Regions from separate parts of the Sus scrofa genome. Here region 2 is linked to region 1. The links are chromatin contacts, called in public Hi-C maps. All regions are on one chromosome and are shown on one strand. Each heading gives the region's core, a stretch centred on a gene start, on an enhancer-like site or on the middle of the called end of the contact. The rest is flanking DNA. Distances are from core to core; before and after follow the strand shown. Region 1 has its middle 510 kb from the start of SALL1. Region 2 holds the start of SALL1 (sal-like protein 1).

Region 1 (5,384 bases), core at 1,727-4,226:
TCTATGTGTTACTACCAGTTTCCCTAACCCCTCTTTCTTCCTTCCGGGGTGTGAGCTTTTGTAATTTGGTTTTGGTGGTTAGATTGCTTGGGGAGGGGGGCCCAGCCCGCTGCAGCACTGTACGGGGCACTGCGGCGGCGGGGGGACCTGACAGGAGACACACATGCAATTCCTTCTTCCCCATTCCCATCAGAACGTCATCAAAATCGTGCTAACGGAGTAAATGATGCACTGATTTTTAGAAATTTAGTATTCTAGAACCAAAATGGATCTGAGGGATTAGACAGCATGAGGTCCTCGGTTTAAAAATAAGGCATCTGTGTGGTGTAGGTTGCAGATGTGGCTAGGATCTCGCATTACTGTGGCTGTGGCTGGCTGTGGCTGTGGCTGTGGCTGTGGTGTAGGCCGGCAGCTGCAGCTCTGATTCGACCCCTAGCCTGGAACTTGCGTAAGCCGTGGGTGCAGCCCTAAAAAGTCAAATTATAATATAAATGAATTAATAAATAAATAGAAATAAGGAAAGTGAAGCTCAGATGTCGGAAGGGGTATGGCTGAGCTCCATTCCTCATCACCTAGCTTCCCCCCCCCAACCCCACCAAAGGGCTCTCCCATGGCTGCCCCAAGATTTCCCATGATTCAGAATAACTGTTTAGCCATGAATCTGGAGCACAGTCTCCAAATGCCTAACTCATTTAAAGTCTGTGATAAAGACTAGAACATTTTAGGATGATCTGTTTAGTCTTTTAATCCAGATAAACAGGGCCCTGTCTCTAATCATGGCCTTAGAACTATGGCTTTACTGGGGAGAGAGGAATAATTTGCATAGTGTTTGCTTGTGCATAAGTGGGGGCTTTCAGGTTTGCAATCACTTGGTAGAACAAAGCCCTCGAAACCATCATGAACCATGGTTGTAGACAAAGAAAGTGCTGGACTCTTGGGCAAGAGAAGGGTTGCTATGCAAAAATGCACCTGGGTAGGAAACTTCAAAATTATAAACTAGTGGCATTTCCAAATGAGTGGCATTTTACTTTATGGCCCTTTGCAGCAGGCATGGTCACTCGGAAATGATTATATAAGGGACTGGTTTTATTACACAAGCTTACTTGGTATCTCTGCCACAGGCGGCTATCCTGGGGGAAGACAAGTTTGATTCAGAAACCCACGCTGAATTTCTAGACCTGATTTCTGGCCCTGGTGCCACCTCTAAACAGCTGTGTAACTGGGCACATTTCCTCTGCCTCTGCTGATTTTAGTTTCCTGATGAAAGACTTGCACGAGAGAATCTCGAATAGGTTTGCCAGATAGAGTAAAAAACCAAAACATGAAAACACAAGCATCTAGTTAAATTTGTATATCAGATGAACCATGAATGTTTTTAAGTATTCTTATCCTAAACAATTCTTCATTGCATTTTGTGCAGTGTGGCCAGGTAACCTGTATTTTATCTGGCAAACCTAGTCTCAAAAATCCTTTAGACCCAAAACTTGAAATCTGTAATGAACATATCTGATTTTTTGTGTCGGTTTCTAAGAGAGGGTGGGCTTGCTCAGGTCAGGAGAGAGAGAGAGAGAGAAGCAGTTCCTTGAAAACACCAGCCGATATCCAGTCCGCAAAAGCACAGTGCCCAGCAGCCAGAGGAACAGTGAGGTAGCAGATTCTCCTCCCTTTGAGAGGTAGCCCCTGGGATAACCGTAGCCTTTTTGAATGGCACAGGCCCCTCCCATGGCTGCGGGGCTAGACTTCAAGGGCCCAGGTAGATAACTCTATCTCCTAAAAGGTCTCCTTCGTAGGCTGTGCTGTGCCCGATGCTCTAGGGAGAGCCGGGTGAAGCGAGATCATTTCTAGTCCTTTCTGTACAGAAGCAGTTACAGTTAATCCTTGCTACATGCCATCAGGCACCGAGGACCAGAGAATGCCCACAACAGAGGCCGAACCAAGCCATCCTTTAATGGAATCCTGGAATGGCTGGGGACCTCCTTTGTGTCTCTAGGTGAAATGGAGATGCTTTTGTTTGGGGCAGGGTACAGGGGAGGAGTACAGAGCAAGGTAGCGGGAGGAGGGGGAGCCCCTGGGAGTGCATGTTGCAGAATGGAAACTGCAGTGAGCAAAAGGCCTGGGAACTGGACATGGGGTGAAAATTATAAGATTTCCAACATAGCCCTAAAAAATAATTGTAGATAGGACTTTACCCCGGGTTACAGCGAGGTCCCTCCCTGAAGAGTAATGACCACCTCTTCGGTCCATTTAGTTTGGGTCTTTTACAGTCTATCAGAGATGAGTCTCCTGGAGTCTGGGATCCCGTTCAAGACAGTGTGGAAAATGCAGAAATGTGTTGATGGCATTTCCACAGTCCTCAGGATCTGGGCTTGAGAGGACTGATTTCTGGAATGGGGTTGTTTACCCCAGTGATTTGTGGAATGGGACGTGCAAGCAACCCCAGTGTGTCCAAAATCACTTCTGAATACCTCTCCCCTTCCACCAACCCCCATGACCCCCCTCCACGACCCGCCCCCCCAATACATGCGCAGCCAGGACATGAATAAACCTGGATACCCGGAAGGTTCCCATGAATTCTACCTCACCTCCGTGAAGAACTCAGAGCCCGGGTGTGAAGACTAGGTGGCTAGAACACAATGCTTTATAGACAGAGAAAAGGGGAAAGCAACTCTTTGCTTTGGATGCAAATCAACTCAGCTTCACCTTTAACGCGGAAAACCCGTGCCCTTGGCAAGATGTCTGGGGACCATTCCAGAGGTATTAATCTTCCTCCGTTTACATGTTAAATAGGTCTTTGGAAACTGTTTCTCTAGCCTCGCTTTTTTTCCTCTCCAGCACAATCTCCCCCTCTCTTTCCTTTTTAGTACAGTCAGAATTCCCCAGCAGCAGGAAGCCCCCCGGGGACAGAGGTCGGGGAGCCAAGACGGGTAGATTTCCAAGCCACCCTCTGGCTGCGAGGCCGGCCGGCAGATGGCGCTGTGCCGCACGGTATGGCCCCTGCGTGCCGGCCGGCGCTGGAGCGGGCAGGCTGCTCAAAGTTTCTAGTGCCATTCCTGGACCGAAACAAATGTTTGTGGAATTAAGTAGTGATTTCCTTTAGTCTGCGCGACTCTTACTGGCTGTGTTTTCAGGCTCTAGATGTTAACATATGCCATATATTGCTTTTTCGGGGGAAATCAGGGGTTTCCAAGCACACTTAAACCCATCCTAACCGCTCAAGTCAACTAACCAAGGTCTGCTTTTCTGATAAAATAACCCATAAAACGTCCATATTAAGAGCTAGAATGGTTTGGAAGACAAAGAAGTGCTGAAAAATGTAAGTAAACAGAGCACCTAAGATTTTTTCTTTCTAAATAAACCAGAGGGGTAGGGGGATTCTTTTTTTTTTTTTTACTTTCCAGACTCAAAAAGCATGAAAGTGGACAGGATGAAACTCAAAGCCTGGATGGAAAAAGAGTGGGGTCTCTGGCTGCGAGGGGTGGGAGAAAGGGAATCGCATTATATGGTTGCTGGCAACACTTGGGTGCCATGATCATATATGTATAATTGTGGAGAAAATTTAGATGTGCTGGTCTTGAGGGCACAGCCACAAGGCCATGGGTTTTCAGAACCAAGTTAAGCAGCGGTGGATTAGGGCACTAGGATTTGTCACTGCCGTTGCTCCCTAGTGCCAAGTGACCCCATTAGTTAGGGCTCAGTATGTATTTAATGTTGCCATAAAATCCGTCTTCTCAAAGTAAACAAGGCAAGTCTGTGTGCGGCTCCAGCAAGATGTATGCAGCTTTGTTTGGGATAATGGATTTGCCATGATTAAAAAACAGTGGGGATTAGATGGACCCAGCATGGATAAATATGACTAATTGTCATCTCCTCGTGTGGGCATCAACATGGCTAGCACTGCAGACTAGAAGATGGGGGAGCAAGGGAGTTCGGGCGGGACCAGACTCTGCAGAATTGATCTGAACTGATTGATAAAGCAGGGCTGGAAGGGAGCCTTGAGGAGGTCTTGCCTTCTGTGTGCATGTGAACAGAGCTTTTTAGAATTTCCAAAAGCATTTTATTGCTTAAATTGGACTCTGGTCGAAGCCCTGCAGAGCGAGCACACAGCTGTCTGCCTTGTGCCGAGGAACTTTGGGCTTCTCTTTCTTAAATGTTGACGAAACTTTTGAAACTGGCAGAACATGCCATTTCATCTTTTACATAAAAGGATAGGTTTTGAAATCTTGTTTTAGACTTTTCAAAAGTTTTTAGCAAGTTACCCAATTCTTGTTTCTTTTTATGTACATGGAGATCATGTTTAACTTCCTTAACTTGTTTTACTGTTTTGTTTGTGAATCAGGAACTATGGCTGTATGGGGTTTTTTGTTTGTTTGTTTGTTTGTTTAGATAATGAATAAATATATCTAGTACTGAAATTCTTTCTTTTAAAATAAGAAATATTCTCAGACTTTGAAACTTAATCATTAAAGAGTAATTGTATTTATGGTGATTAAATAAAACGATGAGGTATATTCATTTACTAACATATGGTTTTCAACAGTTGATGCTGTTTTTTTCACCTGTTTTCATTTTTTAAGCGAAAGTTCAAAGACATTTTTCTAACCAAGTGTCATTTACTATGTCAGCATATGCTGTTTGTACCATGAATATTGTTAACAAAGTGGAATGAAACTTTAGTGCTGCCACTAATAGCAATATATTACAAACATTGCAAATTTTATCCATAATATCCAGAAGCTGATTTTGGATCCAATTTAGAGCTGTCTTTCAAACAGAGCCACATTAAATTTAAAATTAGTCAAGGATTATAGTTTCCTATGAAGAATGTCTCCACCTCCAATATGAGCAAATGTCATCAAAATGAAAGGGGAAAAAGAAAAGAAAAGAAAAGATGAGATGAGATTGTTTTGACACAAGCGAGAGGAGCTTAGTGTTGTTTCATTTTTAACCTCATTTCAAATTATCTTTAACCACCCTGATATTTCTGCATAGAGATAATCACATCTCATCAGCCTTCTCAAAACCCAGCAGATCCATACCCAGAGCTCATGCTTCTTGTTAAATCATACTGCTAAACAAAATGTTACAGCTCCTGCAGAAAACTGATGGAGATGGGCTTCACGGACGGTCTTTTGTTCGTTTGTTTTTCTTTCCATCATTCAATTTTATTTTCTCTCCTTGGGTAACTAATTTTCATAAGGTGTCCAACTGTTTTTCCTAGAAAGTCAGGACATGAGTTTAAAAAAGATAAAAGCAAATCTGCCCTATAGATGATGAAGATAAAAACCTGTTGAAATGCTCCTGGGAAAAAAATAAACACATGGATTCACAGGCACATTGAATAGAAGAAAATCCTTCGCGGGGACGGAAACCTGGGACTTGGGGAG
Region 2 (5,276 bases), core at 2,194-4,693, 510 kb after region 1:
GGCTGGGATGCGAGCGGCTGGTTACCGAGCCCGCCCTCCGCTCGCCACGGCTGAATTTCCCGCCGGAGCCGGCGCCTGGGCGCCTGGTCCCCGCGCTGCACCCGGCGCCGGTCTGGAGATAGCCCTTGGCTGCGGGCGGCGGGTTCCCCCCGAAAGTGCGCCTTTTCGCCGCCACCGGGACTTGGCTGCAGGGGAGCCAGTGCGCAAAGCGCTCACAGCACAGGCTCCGCAGGGGCCAGGGTTACCCACCTGAGCCTGCTCCCCCAGGCCTCGGGTTCGAAGCCTCTGCAGTGGCCGAGGAGCGGTTAGGATTTGAGCGACAGCGGTTCGGTTAAGGAAGGAGTTTCTGAAACTCTCGGGGAAGCGGAGTACCGGGGCTGGGAAAATAAGCCAGCCTACGGTGGGCTTTCCAAACTTGGTCTTTGCTTTTTAATCATTTTTCCTGTCCCCTCCCCCTCCTCCCACGACTCTGGTCGCGACCCTGGGAAAGAGCTTAAGGGCTAGGGTAATAGCCAAGTCAATCTTTCCTCCCTCCCCCCGCCCCCACCTCAACTTTCAGACGAGAAGAATATAAATAAACCTCAGAAGTGGTTAATGCGGGTGCATTCGGCCTCCCGCATCCCAACACATGCCACCGCCACCGCCACCGCCACCACCACCCACTCCGTCCCTCCCACCTCCGGATAGGGGAGGGACTGGGAACCTGATCGCCGGGCTCCTGCCCCTAATATTTCCCCATCAATAATGCTGATACCATCGGCGGCGTGCCTCCACCCCCGCCCCTGCCCGCGGGACGCCGCTGCCGCCTTTTTACCGCTTTCTGCCTGGCACAAGAAAACGAAACCTCCTCCCCTGCCCTCTCGGCCTCCAGATGCGGGGCTAGCAGGGCCTGGGGCTGGGGGGGCTGAGGAATCAGGGGTTCGGGCAGGGCCCTTGGGGGCGACCTTAAGTTCGAGGGTAGAGCACCGGAGGAAAGAGAAGGAGGGTCCCGGGCCCAGGCCAGGCCTCATTCCAGGCTCCATCCCAAATCCGGGTCAGACTGGGTCAGGATAAGATGTTGTTGAGGGTTCAAGAACCAGGCCTTGAGAAAAGGAAGCTCAACACGCTATCCCCTTCCGAGGATGAGGAGATGAAGCGGAGAGGCTGGGAAACCCCTTCACTGGGAACTCAGTTGTGGCCCGCGGCCTTGGGTCACAGCCCTTCAGTCCGGCCAAACCCACCGTGGACGCAGTAGGTCCTGGGAAAACTGAGGGGATGTATTAGCAGAAACACAGGCATCAAGCCCCCCAAATGGGAGTTTGCGAGACAAGCCAAGCGCCTCCCCCGGTGCATGCGGTTCCCGTTGGCCCACGAGGTCACGACCCCGGCGCAGCCTCTGCCTCACTTCAGGCCACCCCCATTTCAGGCCTTGGTGGGATCGGCTAGTCCGAGCCCCGTTAGCCCGAATCTCCCTCCCCCGCACAGCAGTTGCCCCACCCAAGGCGGCGACCTGCGACCCCCCGTAGAGCGCGCTGGTCTCTTGGGTGAACAGGGCGTGGGGATGGGCTCCGGCTTCGGCACCTCGCTCGCACTCGCTGCCTTCTTTCTACCCCCTCAAAAGTACAGATCAACCCCCACTCGGTCTCCATTTTTATTAATTTAATTATTTCTTTGCCTTGCGGCACACGAAGCCTCACCGGAGCGCGCTGACAGTGCGGCGCCCGCGTCTGCGAACCACGGAACTCCGGCCGGAGACAATGGCCCGTAATTGATGTATTGCCATCAACAATAAAGACCAATTCTCCTCTCTCCGCCATTCCGACCATCCCCCTCCTCCCATCCCCCCTCCTCCACCTCCTCTCTCTTCTCTTCGGGCCACAGAAGGAAAGAAAACAAACAAGAAATTAGCCGGGGACGCTGCGCACGGAGCCAGACGCGCCCCTCTATGCTTTCGAGGACGCGAAAAAACGAAAAAAGTTATTAAAGTTTGGATCTCCCAATTAATTCGTCTCTGCTCGCCCATTTTTAATGAAACATCGCGAAGCTGATTTTGCGTGCGCATTTCGTTTGGTTGTTTGTTTCGGTGTTTTGGTGGGGGGCGAAAGCTCCCCCCCCCGTCCTTAATCACACACACAGCAACACAGCAAGTAACGAACACGTGTGAAGCTCTGCCCGGGAGCTTCTCCCTGCGTACGCGCTGCGTACCGGGAGGAAGGGTTTGCGGGACAGCCAGCTAGGCTCGGTTCCCGGCAGCACACGGTGCCCGGGAGGCCCGGACTTTCAAGAAGCCAAGATTGTTAGGCGGGCGGCTCCAAACGCGGGCGTAAGCGGAGAAACGAACGTGCAAGTGCACCCTCTGAGAGAGGGTGGGCTGGGGTGTTTGTGAGGACCACAGTTTGCGGAGTGGGGGGGTTGGTTTTACACGTGCTCCTGCACACTTTCCCGGGGGTCTGGAGGAAAGCGAGCGGCTCGCACCCCAGGAGCACGCAGATTCATCTTTGCCGAGGGATCTCTTTAAATATTCAGTGAGAAATAATGGCATTTGAAGCACCACCTATGGAAACATTATTATCTTCATTCTTCAACATCAGCGCCACTGATGGCTTCGTTTGTCTTTTTATCAAAATCTACGGTAACCAACAGGACCTGGGGAGAAAGGGAGAGCGAGGTAGAGAGGGGGCGTGTGTGTGCGCGCGTGCGTGTGTGTGTGTAACCGAGCGAGGGCAAAAGAGAGGAAAAAATAGGGAGAAATGAAAAGGTGAAGAGAGGGCGAGCAAGGAGGAGAAAGGAGAAGTTAACCAAGAATAAAATTAGTCGGTAGGAGAAAAACAGAAACATTCACCCTCACACAAAATATTTAGATTAAAAAGGATAAAAAAGACAAAAAAGAAAAAACCCACTAAAGAAAGAGTCATGGGGGAGCGCAGTAGGGTCTAGAGGACCCGAAACTCTATTCAGAAGATTGATGCCCACTTCGCGCGAACCGACTGTGTAGCTCTCCAGACTCCAGGGCGCTCCCGAATTGGGGCGTCCTTATGAGCCCTCTCGTTTCCCGATAGCGAGATAGGGCAGGGATTGTGTATCTGCACCCCCCTCCTCCCCATTACTCAACCGAAGTTTAGTTTGTCCCTCGGGCGCAGGACTTCGGGAACCTTGGAGCGAGAAGACCCCGAGACTCGAGGGGAAGAGCTAGGCTGAGCCGAGGACTGAGCCTCAGGTTCGCGGGCGCCCAAGCCCAGAGGAGGGAGTGCGGGTCCAAGGCTCCCCATTCCGGGCGCGGGTGGGGAGGCTGCATCCCAGCCTGAGGAGATGGAGCTGGTGCGAAAAGTTTGGGCGCCGCGCTCGGCAAATGCCTGAGAGGTGGAGGCGAGCTTCTGCGGGGCCAAACAGCTGCGGACAGGGACCCCCACCCCCACCCCCGCCGCCCCTCTCACTCCCGGCTGGGCTCGGCCACCTCTTCTCCAAGAGCCTGGGGCGCGGCCCCCTCTCCCAGGGCGGGCAGCCCAGGGCTCCCAGTGACTGGCCTTGCCCGGAGCCGGCGAGGCAGGGCCGCGCCTCCCGAGGCCAGGGGAGGGTTGCAGCGCGCCGGGTGAGCGGCGGCCCCTCCCCTCCCCCCGGCTGGAGCTGAACTCGGATCCTAGGCCGGTCCCCGCTCTCCGCCCGCCCCCGGCTCCGCGGCGCCACAGCTGCCGCCGCCTCCCCGCGGAGTGACGCGCCCTGCAGCCAACCGGGGCAGCCGGGGGGGAGGTCCGGGAGGGGTCCTGGGCGGAGCCGGGCCGCCCCCTTATCCCACGGGTTCGGGGCCGCGTCTCCCGAAAACTTCAGCCCTAATTGTCCTGGGAATGTCCGAGGTAGAGAAAGGGGGCAAGCGAGAGCCTGGAGGACTGGGGCCCTTTGAGGCGAATCGGGGTGGCGGGAGAGCTGCCCTCCCCACCCCCCCGAGCCCCAAACCCATCACGTTCCCAAACCTTTCCTTGGTCCTCTTCTCCGCGCCCCCGCGAGCCCGCGATCCAGGGATGGAGAACTCGGGGCGGAGGAGCACCGAGCCAGGCGGCGAGAGGGAGGGAGGCCGGGCCGCGGGCGGGAGGCGGACCGGCGTGGGGCTGGCTCTTCCCCACTCGCTTTTTTTTTTTTTTTTTATGGGGGTGGGGGTGGGCTGCTTTCTGGTAGCTCTTAAAGAAACGAAGAAACACTCACGAAACGGGACTTCCTCCCCCCAAATCCCGCCACGGGACGCCCTCCCCCCGCAGGCCGGCGCGCCTAGCGCCGGAGTTGGGAAGTTCGCCGCTCGCCCGCAGCCCGGGTCCCCAGCCGCCGTCCGGCCCCACCCCCACCCCCTACCCCGAGAGGCTTAATTCCGGGGAGGGCATGCTAATTTGGGTCGGCCCAGCCTGGGATGGGGGGGGGGGAGCGAGGGCGGGAGGCGGGGGGCGCGGGCCGGGGCGCTGGGTGCGCAGAGGCGAGAAGGCAGGCCCCCGGCGGCCCGGCCGCGGAGTCCCGGGCGGTCGCGAAGAGGGTTAACCCAGTGTCGGGCGGCGCGGAGCGCAGAGCCAGCCCCGCGGCCGGCTTATTGGGCCAGCGCGCGGAGAGACAGGGGTCTGCAGCAAATCACGAACTAATTGATTAAGGCGAGCGGGTTTGAATAGCGCTGGCCCGGTGCCAATCGCCTTTCAAAGAGCCCCTCTATGATTAATCGCAATGCATTATTGATAATCATAATTATAGCAGGACACATGCGCGCTGCGCCCGGGGCCGGGGAGCCGGGGAGGGGGCGGGCGGGCCGGCGGGCGGGGGGAGCCGCCGCCGCCGCCGCCGCTCGATTTCCGTAATTTTGAGAAGATTTTTTTTTAGTAATTTTTTATTCTGCCCCAGCTGATGTTTGAGCCAGCATGTCGCGGAGGAAGCAAGCGAAGCCTCAACATTTCCAATCCGACCCCGAAGTGGCCTCGCTCCCCCGGCGAGATGGTGAGTGCTCCGGCCCGCGCCGCGGACACACACACGCGCACACACGCACTGGCACTCACACTCACGCACACTTGGACCCACGCACACGCGGCCGGCCCCCGCGCCCACCGCCCCGCGGTCGCCGCCGCCGCCGCCGCCGAGTCCCCGCTGGCCTTTTTGACTCGGCAATTTTTTTTTCTTTTCAATTTTCAATTTGCCTTTGCTGGGCTTCCCCCTCCTGCCCCGGGGAAAGCAAACACTTCTCTCCGCAGGATCTTTCCGGAGTTGTTGGGTCCTCCTGGGGGGAGGAGAGAGGGCACGCCGGCCTTGTTCCTCTGTCCCAGCTTATCCCG

The links. A called contact is a pair of places that touch in the nucleus more often than the background predicts.
Region 2: a Hi-C map of liver shows a contact between it and region 1, with 12 times the contacts expected there. The contact joins the promoter of SALL1 here to the enhancer-like site in region 1. A contact is called at or near these places in 8 of 47 Hi-C or Micro-C datasets (brain, embryonic fibroblasts, fetal skeletal muscle and 2 more).

What each region holds. Positions count from the first base shown.
Region 1 is chr6:33,214,460-33,219,843 of Sscrofa11.1, forward strand. No RefSeq gene overlaps it. Among named protein-coding and RNA genes, the nearest start is that of SALL1, 510 kb to the right of the region's middle. Within about 2 kb of position 2,977, at least 6 of the 83 cell types and tissues checked have an H3K27ac peak or open chromatin away from gene starts, as enhancers often do. A contact at or near this core is called in liver, where this site is marked.
Region 2 is chr6:33,728,223-33,733,498 of Sscrofa11.1, forward strand. It overlaps SALL1 (sal-like protein 1), which reads left to right and starts at 3,444. Exons shown (of 4, transcript XM_003126987.4): 1 at 3,444-3,830; 2 at 4,852-4,944. The coding sequence starts at 4,869. LOC110260963 (a long non-coding RNA gene) reads left to right here. Exons shown (of 2, transcript XR_002344613.1): 1 at 1-1,230; 2 at 1,671-2,126.